2 separate regions of the Zea mays genome follow, and region 2 is linked to region 1. A link is a contact called in public Hi-C data. All regions are on one chromosome and are shown on one strand. Each heading gives the region's core, a stretch centred on a gene start, on an enhancer-like site or on the middle of the called end of the contact. The rest is flanking DNA. Distances are from core to core; before and after follow the strand shown. Region 1 holds the start of LOC103646811 (vacuolar protein sorting-associated protein 54, chloroplastic). Region 2 holds the start of LOC100273159 (GDT1-like protein 2 chloroplastic).

Region 1 (5,824 bases), core at 891-3,390:
GAATATGCCAAAAGCAATAAAGCCCAGCAAGTTCATCAGTATCCTGATTGACAAGAACAAAAGTTCATGGACTGTCATAGTGTAAGTTACGTTACTTACGTATGTTGCACGTTTCTAAGATAGTGGCCACGGAAGATAAAGTATTTGTAGGCATATGGCAATTAAAATAATTAGATAGTTTGATTCATTGGGAATGCCCAATTGTTGATGTGTCAACAGTACATTGTATCAGATCATAGTAAACGAGCTGGGTAACTTACTAGCAGATTTTGCAAGTTATCAATGACATCGAGGGCACCAGCACAATCTGCTGCTGCGACAAGCTGCAAATGTAGAACAAGATTAACAAATGAAAGCAGACAAAATAGGTTTGTCACATCAAAATTACAAGATTTAGTACGAAAGCAACTTTCCTTGTTGCAGCCCAAGTCTAAACAGTTTTAGGCATGGAACGACAGGATTGCTAATCCAAAAAATATCTCTGCAAGATCTCATATTCACATACTAGTGATTTTACTGGCATGGATGATAATGATGATGTCCAGTTTTGCTAGCAGAATGTAGTATCATTGTTTGCACTGGGCCCAAGAATGCATTTGCCCATCGCTATTTTTACAGTGTTCCAAGGTGGCAATGCAAATGCAAGCAGCATATCAGGCCCCTTTGTATTGAAAATTTGAGCAGTCATGGGATTATAAGGCACATACACAAGATCAACTACCTTGAACAAAGCCATGATAGGCTTTTAATAAGCATTAACAGCTAGATGCCTACAGATAAGCAAATGGTGGACGTGTTCTTTCCATTACGAGGTGTGGCAATGGTCCATCAACAAAAAAATATCTAATCTCTAAGTTTTTCTCATATAACAAGTTCCAAATATACCACAGTGTAGTTCCATGTTAGGCTACATTTGTTATTCACATTTGTAATAGCCCGTGAGAATATATGGTGTAGTGAATATATCCAAATCATTTTGGACAACTACATTATGGTCAACAAGCAAGATACAAGGAGAAACAAAGTTGTCTGGTAAATGCACTCACCAGCTTGAGCGCGGTAAGCGCCTGGCTGACATACAGGATGACAGTTAGCTTCTGCTGCAGCGTCACAAGGTTGCCTCGGGTAGCATTGAGCTCTTGCACCTGCCTCGCTGCCCCGACGAGGTCCCCCGTGAGAACCCGGACCACCTCTCTGAGCTCGCGGATCCTCCCTACAGTCGTGACTATCTCCCCATCAAGCCCGCGCAGCCGGCCCTGCGCTTCGTAGAAGGACTCGGACCGGAGCGCTATCTCCCGCACAAGGTGGGCTTCAACGACGTCAAGGTGCTGTCCGAGGCGCTCCTGCAGCGCTTCATCATCGAGCGGGCAGGCGACCTGGAAGGTGGGCCCGTCCTCGAGCGCGAAGTCCTCCTTGAAGAAGAGCGCGGGCACCTCGCGGAGGCAGGCGGCGAGGCCAGAGGAGACCGCTGGGGCGCCCTCGGCGTCAGAGGCGGCGGCGAGCTCGGCGCTGGCGTGGAGGCGGATGTCGGCGAAGCGCGCGAAGGGGTCGGAGACAGCGGCAAGGTAGGGCGCGAAGTCGGCGCGAGTGACCTCGCAGGGATGCGACGGCGGTGGTGGAGCCGCATCGGGTAGCGTGATGGTGGGAGGCGGCCAGGACAACCAGGAGTACGAGGAGGCGGCGGCGGAGGGGAGCGGGTTGTTGAGGAGCGCGGTGATGGACTGCGGGACGCCGCCGGGGGGGCCGGTGGAGGTGGGGGACTCGGTGGAGGATGAGACGGAGGCGACGGAGGTGGTGCGGAGAGGCGGGCGCGACGCCATCGCGGCGGTCCGCGGCGGCAGTGGGATCAGCGGAAGTGAGGCATGGGAAGATCGGATCTGGGAGGCGCGGGAGCGAAGCAAGGTTGGGTGGGAGGGGTGTCAGATCTAGCCCCTGGACGAAGGGGAGAAGAGAGGGAGCAGGTGAATGTTTTTTTTTTCTCCTGGAGTTTCTCCTCGTCCTTTTTTTTGGCAAAATTTCACTCAAATGGTGCATTTTATATTCGATCCTTATCTGCTATAGAAGTTAAAAAATAGTATAAAACATAAGTACAAACGATAAACATCAAATCAATTTAACAAAATATAACCATAACACTAATCTTATATTGACATATAAATGTGTAATACTTTTATAAATACATCGAGGAGCGGGAGAGCAGCGAGACAAAGAGACAAGGAGGAGGTGATAAGTAAGTATGCCAGGAGCGAACCACAGGGTCAGGAAGGTTGTGCCGCTAGCGAAGTTGGAGCTTCAGAGACACCGAAATTATTAGGTATCGGGCTTGGGCACGATTGGCCCAGCCTTTCAGTTAGACCTACATAATTGTTATTGTTTGATCATGTTTATGATGAGGGTCGAACAACGGTGGATTACTGGTGTTGGGGACTTATTCTCAAATGATATAAATTAAGAACAAGGCAACATAAAAACAAGTTATTTGTTAATGCTCTTCGTCCTTCGGAACATTATTTCTCTAAAGATATAATGATTTTCGGACGAAAGCCATGAAGGACATACCTTCATCATCTCAACATATTTATATATAAACATATCAAGGGCGGATGAAGCATGTAAAACATAAGGGATAATGTGAACAAACATATAACATCATCATACACATTTCTTATTATATAATCATAAATGAACAAATGAATAATGACAATATTGAATTACATTTGTACCTTCGGCTTGACAGAAAATGAAAGTACAAGCGTGACGCAAAAATAAGTACAAGTCAGCGTGAACAGTACAGGGGTACTGTTTATCTATTTATAGACACAGGACGCAGCCTGTGAGAAATTACAATCATGCCCTTTACATTTATTATTGACTTATAGATAGTCCACCGAGGTCTAAATACCTTTTCCCTTTTAAGTCGGTTCCCTTTTCTGCCGATATGCCGAAGCTCCCTTGCATGTAGCTTCGGCGCTGCGTCAACCTTCGTGTTGTTAGTGCTTTTCACACTGTGTGGTTCTGATCTGAGTCTGAAGACACCTGTTCATATATTACACTCGAGAAACATTGTTAAATCATATTTTTGAGGACCTTCGGAAGATGAAAGCCCCCAATAACTGGATCAGAACGTTCGGGGCTGTCTTCTGCCTCGTCGCACGATTGGATCTGAGCACTATTATTTATGTGCTACTTTTTACATTTGCGTGCCAAAGCATCTGACCTGTTAAAATTTTGGTCATACATGGCCGATCTAATCTCCACTAACTAAACTGAACATTATGCCTTTGTAACGGAGTATTTCCTATAATTTGATGTGCTAATTAACCATACTGGCAAGCCTTGCCGATGTATTGGGTCATTTAATGTACCCCTTGCAAATAAGACATTCCTCATATCCGTGCTCTCTGAATACTAAGACATGCAAAATTGGTGTGGCAAAATATCACTATAGCATGGATAAAGGAGAGATCGTTAAGAAAACACCATTACTTGTTGAACTTAAAAAAGAAAAGGTAAGGAAAAGAGAACTAAATCAGCAAAAGTTTATCTATTTACAAAATCGAAAGCAATGCATAAATTTACATGCGTGCCTAAACAAAAAGGAATAAACTTGCAGAGCTTACATTAGTAAGGAAGCAAAGAAATCAGACTTGTTGTATCCATCCCCTGAGTTGTACTTAGTAACAGCAGCCGAAGTACTGTCAAACCCAACCTCAGCACTAATGGTAAGTTCACTTGTGCCGACAGTTAAAGCGAGCTCAACCAAATGTGTTGATGGCAAACCAATGGTCTCATTCACTGAAAAACGATTGTAGGCATATTTCAAAAAAAAGGAATAACTAATATGGCAAAAAATCAGTGGAAATTGGTGGGTGAAATTTAGATCATAAGCCATTGATGTAAATGCAATTGACAAACACAACATGCAAGTAAGATACAGCTCAGTTAAGACTTCCTGCACATATGTACAAGAGATCTACAAGTACATGAAGTATTAATTAACACATAAAGTTTGCTAGCACAGAAATCTGACCATAAAATGTATATGTGCTTGTTGTACCACATACCACAATAGATAAAGTACTTCGCAAATATTCCCAACAAATATGAAATGACAACCATTATGTAGAATGTTCAGTGAAAGGTAGAACTCATAGGATTGAGTCTATGTTTATCTGCATGTGTCTTATCCACCATAGAATACAACGACAAAATTATGGGCAGTTTCTCTCCGAATGCACACCATAAATGAAGGGAATAACTAAAAAGGAACTGAGTATTAGGCATCTAATGATGATTATATAGATTCTCTACTACCCAGTAGAGCCATTCAGTGCATTCTTACCCGGTCAGAACAACATAGACTATCAAGCCCACATTAGAAATCATTTCGCAAAGTGCATAGAATGGCATGAGGCACGACAATTGAAAACTAAGGCCTGTAAAGACGGTTGAGAAGAAGGTGCTTGCCTTTTGCTTTCTTCCCCATGTTTGCAAATGGAACAGGGCCTTTGCTCATCCTTCCAAATGTAGCAATCCTCCTGTGGCCAACTTTTAGGGAAAAAATAAGTACATGTTAATTCAAAACCAAACAACATAATTAGAGTAAGCATAGTGAGATGTCTAGAACCAATCATCCAACACGATTCTTCAAAGTATCATCAGCAACATACTACCAACTCATTTTTGCTCAGAACGACCAGCACTTTTCAGTTAGAACAACATCTAAATTTCTGGAAAACACCCTGCGCTAGCACCTAAATCTGGTGGTAAGTGGTCTCGTGCCGGCGCCAGACGGTCCTACTACTACCAACTCATTGGAGTTGTACATGCAGTCGAGCATGGCGTGCATGTCATCGAGCTGCATCCATCCGAAGAAGGTGCGCGAGGGACCACTCATCGCCCCCTCTTGTCATCGACCTCGGCAGCAGGGGCAGGCGCCTCTAGGGGTGTGACTATAGCGACGGTGCGCTCAAGGATGGGGATGGCATCGGCGTGGTGGCCGAGGCCGCAGTGGATGGTGGCGGTGATGTGGAGGCTCATGGCAAGCTTAAGCTCAGCGCCCTCGCTGTGGCGCTCGAAGTGGAGGATGCTAACATCTTAAGAGTAGCAAAGAGCAAAAAATATGTACTCACATGAGAAAATGGATATTAATGTTGAAGTAAATTGAGTGTTAATAGTGAATCAGAGACACTATTAGAGATAACTGCATTGATTTGGACAATTTATTCTATTCTCATGATGCTGTTATTGGCGGGTTCTCAGTTCTCCATGACCCATCTACCTCTGAACCAGATTCCGTTTTTTCTATGTGTTGGAATTGATGCTAGAAAGTTAGGCTCCGATTCATTTTTTCTCTTTGGATTAATGATGAGAAATCATATAGTTGTGCTGGCTGCAATTGATAATGAATCAAGGAACAGAGGTTGAGTACAATATACCGAGATTTTGGGACAAAAGTGGTGGGATTGGATAGCTTGGGTGATGCTGGACAAAGCTTTATATCCCGGATAAATGATGTAACTTGGAAATAATACCAAGTCAGTATGCTGATGATTTACTCTCACGTGTAGTAGTTTTCAGCATGAGTGCTGAGTTTTATGCACCACATAGTTACTGACCTCTATAATTTATTCATTTGATTAATTGCTTCATTGTCATCAACGCGTAGGTCATCCCTTGTTAATCTAAATTGCTGAATAAAACAACATAGAATAATGACATGTTGTTGGGGACTTGTTCTCAAATGCTATGAGTTAAGAACAAGGCAACACAAAATGTTAATGGTTAAAAACCTTCGTCCTTCAAAGCATTATCTTCTTTAGGA
Region 2 (5,720 bases), core at 1,602-4,101, 460 kb after region 1:
CCGCCGCGCGCTGGAGGCTGCAGCAAACGTGCCGCACACTGTAGACTCAAGCAGAGGGCCTCTGCAGCAGCCACGCGATGGAGCAACGGACGCACAGCAGGGCGAATGGAGAGGAGGGCAGCAGCGCTGGAGAAGGGAGCAATGGAGCAAAGGCGGTGGCGCTGAGCACGGCACACGCCATGTACAGGTGGCGACGGCTACAATGCTGCGTGTCCAGGACTCTAGGCAGGGCAAAAACAGTGTATTTAGACCTTTAGAGATGGTGGGCTGGCCCATAAAAAAGAGACCGGATACTGGCCCAAAACGAACAAAATCAGTCAGTCATAACACTAGTCAGACGACTAATCATGATTAGTCCGCAACTAGGATGACTAATCGCTTCCTAGTCATCCTAGTCGAGTCGAAGACCTTGATCGAGCTTGCTCCAGCGATAAGGCCGACTAATCGTGATTAGTCGGACAACTTTAAAACCTTGCTCTAGCCAATGACCAATGGAACACTCCATACATGTGATTGATGTTTAATAAAGCAGGATTTCAAACACCATTCGTAGTTTCATTCACGCGCAGATGCAGTTAACAATGCCTGGTTTTTGGTAAATATTTCATTTACAAGGAGATCTCTGCCCAACTGTTTTTGTGTGTGTGTGGGGGGGGGGGGGGGGGGGGAGGCCATCACGGGGGTGCTGATCTCCCCCTCGAAGACTCAAACCTTCTCTCAACCATTTATAGTGGTATACTGGCGTTTTTTTATTAAATAACAGGCACATACAAACAAGCTTTCTCTGTCAAGGATCAGATCACAGAGATGCACTATCTAGAGATGAGCAAAGATGGAAAATCAATAAACTAGGAAATAAAGTGGGACATATATTAGATTTCTAGGCTCACAACATACCAGTGCTCTTTGATACTGCATCGCGAGTAGTGCAGCAATGAAAAACGTCTGCAATGGTAGAAGTGTCAAGGCAATCAAATTCCTTCGTCTATTAGAAGTGCTTTAATCATAGAAGATAGTATGGAAAAAAAGAAGATATATATACTGAAAAAAATACAAATTGAACAGCATATATCTGCAATTGTTAGCAACCAAACAAAAAAACTAAGAACTCCAATACATGTATAATTGAAATTAAACAATAGCAATTCACTGCAGAGGTAATGCAAAGTCCTCAATTCTTTAAATATAGTAAGTTACGATCACAAATCACAACATAGATGAAACTGCATGCTGCTAACAGCTAAGCTTCATGTACGTTACAAACCAGGGTTGTACCATTTATGAAACAAAATCTCAAAGATGGAGATGGAAAATGAAACATTGCAAAGGATGAGAACATTAAAATATTGTTGAACTCTAGTCTATACCAATGGCTGAACTCAAAAGAATGTAAAAAACTCAAAAATTCAGTCTGCTCAGTAAATTTACTAACTCCAAGTAGGTTGTGCATGTTTCAATAACACTATAAAGAAATATTAGAAAAGCTTCAACATTTCTTATGTTACTTTAAAGAAGGTGAAGAGGCATCTCACAGTGTAGCTGGAAGTTCAAGATGAGAGGGGGCAAAAGATGCCAATTGAAATGAATTTTATACCTTATCTCCAATCTCAGATACAAAAATCAGTGTAAATGCCGCCGTGAAACCTGATTTTGCCAGCATAGCTACAACTGCAGATGATTGTCCTTTAAAGAAAACGAAAAAACTAGTTGCCAGGGCACACAGAAATAGCACGACACCAACGGGTTGCAGGTAACGAGATCCTGAAAGTTGTTTTGCTCTGTGATGCATTTTCAAGGATAGGAGTTCAGTGTACAAGACGTTGCATGAAAATGGAGAGAAAACAAGGGGAGGGTGGACACTAACAATTTGTTGGGGTCTCCGGTAGCAGAGGTATCCAAATGTTCTCCATGGCCATTTGCTTCATCTCCTCCATAACTTCCGGCACCAACATTTACATTGGACATTTGGGCCCTGACGTCATGCCTTATTGGTTTCATCCATGATAACAATCTATATTTTTCTGTTAAATAACAAGTAGTTATTCATATGGCAATGCCTGAGGCATGACATAAATAGCACCTAATAAAAGATTATGGGAAGCCTTTGAGTCGGCAAAAGATGGTTTAGGTAGTGTTACAGATCTAAGGGATGCATTGTGGTTCATATATTGTTCTCCAGGACTTAATTACTTATGTATAATATATTTAGCAAGTTTAACAGGTCTTACTCTTACTGTTATGGCTCCAAAAAAAAAGGATGTTTTAACCAAATGTTACATCAAGAAGTGGGAAAGAAACTGCAACACTAGTGTTCAGTATCCATAACTTGCTGCCACAGTGTCCCTAATTCTCGCGCTATCTTAGCCTGGAATTGGTCTATCAAGATGCAATTAGAATTGCTTATGGTTGCGCCTGTCAGGCATAACATAATGGAGGTCCAGCGACCTGAAGGAAGGCGGTGATCTAGTGCGCAGGTGAACGAAGCAATCGAAACATCAAAAAAGGTCGCGACAGCTACTGGTTTTCTTCCAATGGCGCGTACCAAACCTGACCGTGGCCGCCTTGTGCTCGGGCTCGGCGGCGACGCGGAGGGGGGCCCTGCCCCTCGCAGCCGGCGGGCGCGCCCGGGCAGCCGTGCTTCCCCCGGGCCACCGAGCGGCAGTAGCCACAAGAACCACCATCCCGTGGACGCCTGGCGCCGCTGGGGTGCGCGGTCCCCCACCGGCGCAGTCGGAGCTGGAATGGGCGAGAAGAGCTGAAGAGGAGAATCACAGGAGTAGGAGAGAGAGAGCACTGAGGATAGCAGTGGTCCAGTCGGAGCAGCCTGCCCAAGTGCCCAGTACCTTCCTCGGTTCTTTCTCCCTTTCCTTGGGGTTGTGAATTGATTTTATTCGTGAGACGCCAATGTGCCATGTGAATTGATCCTATCTCATGTAAATGGGCCAAGTTAGTTGTATTAATTATGATGGTTTTGTTTCAATGAACTTCTCCATTGAGGCATTGACGATTAGGCTTGATTACGCGACCTGATCTCTAGTATGAGAATCAAAATGGATATTGGCTGGAATCAGCTTGGCCCAAATTGAATTGGGCTCTATATGGGCCAAGCTCAAGTAACAACCACAAAAAAACAGCCTATTTCATCATTTACTCGACACACCTGCCCTCGTGTCCCAGAAACAACGCACAAGTGGGTATTTGAACATTGCCTTCAACACACATTGACATCCACGTAGCCAATAACATATATGTTTTTATGTCTTGTAGTTTATATTTAAGCATAATATAAATATTTTTATAAAAAATAGAGAGAGAAAACATTCAGATAGACATAAGGGTGAAAACGAGCGGATACGGATGGATAGTAGATCATCCTGTATCCTACCCTAATATATTTAAAATGGATTCGGGATCAGAATCGGATAGTTAGAAATAGGATGGATACAGATACAAGGACCGAATATTTATTCGGGCGAATAAGTGACGGATACGGATATTATTTGGTCGGATATCGAATAATTGTCGGATAATGTAATTAAATTCATAAAATATTCTAGTTTCCCCCAAAAATTGCAAATAAGTTACAAAAACTAATAAACATTCTATACGAAGATAACTCAAGTCCTCACATCAAAATGATAAAGTAAAGTACTGATTATGTTGAAACTTGGATAGTTAGAGTGATTTCACTTGTAGCTCATACAAATAAGTTAAAGTGAAATGGAAGGTACGTGTGCATCTTATAGATCTTATGATCAAAACATTTTTATGGTTATATATGGACATATGTTGTGCCTTCGTAAAATTTCATAAAATTTTTAGGCTATTTGGTGTATTATTAATTGCTTGTTGTAGAAAATCATCAAATACAATTAAATTCATAAAAATATTGTAGTGTCGACCAAAAATTACGTATAAGTTACTAATGCTAATAAATAGTTTATAAATAGATAACATTAACTTCCTACATGGAGATAACCTTAAGTCCCCACGTGAAAATGATAAAGTCTATTAATTTTATATAAATTTGGAAATTATTTCAATAATTTTGGCCTAAATGTGTTTAAACAAAAATTTGATGTACTACAAAGTTATAGATCTCTTCGAGCTCTACAATTTTTATATAAACTTTATCTCCATCTGATTTCATATGTAAAATTTATGATTTTATAACTATATTATTATGCAGAAAAAGAAAAAACGGGTACCCGAATTCCGGGTACTCGTATCTAACCCGAATATCCGAGTATTTATCGGGTAGTCATCGCTCCTTATCCAACCCGAATCTGAAGCTGCACTATCCGGGTATTATCGTATCCGACCCGAATATAAAAATATCTGAATCTGTATCCGAAAAAACGGGTATTTGCAATATCTGTATCCGGTACCCGGGCCGACCCGTTGTCACCCCTAGATAGACAATGGGTCATGTTGTGCTCAGGCCGGGCTAAAGCATGCTAGGCCACGCGAGGAAGACCTTGCCGCCACCATTCTCGCAAGCCATTTAGGTCTTTCGGTCGCTTACTCTGGTGGCGGCAAAGCGAAGGGGAGAGGAGGAAGGGCGCGACAATGAGTGGATGACGACTAGGGTTTGGTGTTGCATGAGACATCTTACGAGAAACGACACGGGGATTAGAATTGTGGTTTCTCACTCGGCACATAAAATGCATTTTATGTAGGTTATATGGTAGACGCGTTCAGATTGGACACAACAACTAGTTTAAATAGAGCACAAATCATTGTAAAGTTTTTGTTGGCGCCTTTTTGAGCCAAATACTAACAAAACCTAGGGCCTGCACGTGATGGTCAGGACCTTAGGGTCGGCTCTGCTCTTCGTCGAACTATTCGTGGTGGGCACCGGACTGTCCGGTGGTGCCGGATTGTACGCGATTGGATGTCGGACTGTTTGGCACACGCAGATAGCTCTCGGATAAACCTAGATCTAACATCCCAAGAGGGATCCTGTTGGTCACTTGTTTTTTATTTCTGAAAGATATCAAAAACGAGGCAACACAAGTTATTAAATTGGAAGCTTCTCCCTTTAATTAACTGTTCTACGAAGATAAATTAAAAGGAGAAGACAATAGGATAACTTAATAAAGGTAATGAAAACAATATGTAAATCAATAAGAGTGAAACATATCTCTCATCTAGATGAATACGTTTACATTTATTCCATTCCTAGTAAAATATGAAGTAAGTACAAATGTACCTTCAGCTTCACACAAGTTATGACATGAATGTATATTCGAAGGTCGAGCGATCTAGTGCTCAGGGTTTGGAAAAAAACCATCCCCTATGCATGGCACTGCTCCTCTATTTATAGTCACGGGGGACCGTTCATCTTTACCGCTTACCAAGTTATATAAGCTAGCTCAGTGGTTGCGGGTTTTACAGTTGTTAGGAAAATGGACCCTGGGCCATTTGGCTCAATAGATTTTGGTGTTTGATGATCAACATAACATGTGGACTAATGAGTTTGCTAGTGTTTATGTTTGTAGTTCATAGGATGCTAAAGTGATTTGGACTAAGGCATTGAAGAAAGCAACACCTTAAAAGAAGACATTATGAAGATGACAAGAGAAGATCAATAAGTATCAAGCAAAGTCCAAGAAACGAAGAAAAGTGTTACCACGGACGGACTGTCCGGTCGAGGACACTGGACTGTCCGGTGCAACAGGGAAGTGTAGCCCAATGGCTAGTTACTGGTGAAACTGGTG

Evidence for each region. Hi-C and Micro-C count contacts between places; a contact is called where the count stands out from the background.
Region 2: a Hi-C map of leaf shows a contact between it and region 1, with 4 times the contacts expected there. The contact joins the promoter of LOC100273159 here to the promoter of LOC103646811 in region 1. A contact is called at or near these places in 6 of 25 Hi-C or Micro-C datasets (ear, endosperm, leaf and 2 more) and 1 of 3 datasets of contacts at active chromatin or transcription factors (leaf).

The regions. Positions count from the first base shown.
Region 1 is chr2:108,901,572-108,907,395 of Zm-B73-REFERENCE-NAM-5.0, forward strand. LOC103646811 (vacuolar protein sorting-associated protein 54, chloroplastic) reads right to left here and starts at 2,141. Exons shown (of 19, transcript XM_020548378.2): 1 at 1,047-2,141; 2 at 261-323; 3 at 1-43. The coding sequence starts at 1,820.
Region 2 is chr2:109,356,578-109,362,297 of Zm-B73-REFERENCE-NAM-5.0, forward strand. LOC100273159 (GDT1-like protein 2 chloroplastic) reads right to left here and starts at 2,852. Exons shown (of 10, transcript NM_001147605.1): 1 at 2,543-2,852; 2 at 1,865-2,021; 3 at 1,595-1,778; 4 at 898-945. The coding sequence starts at 2,681.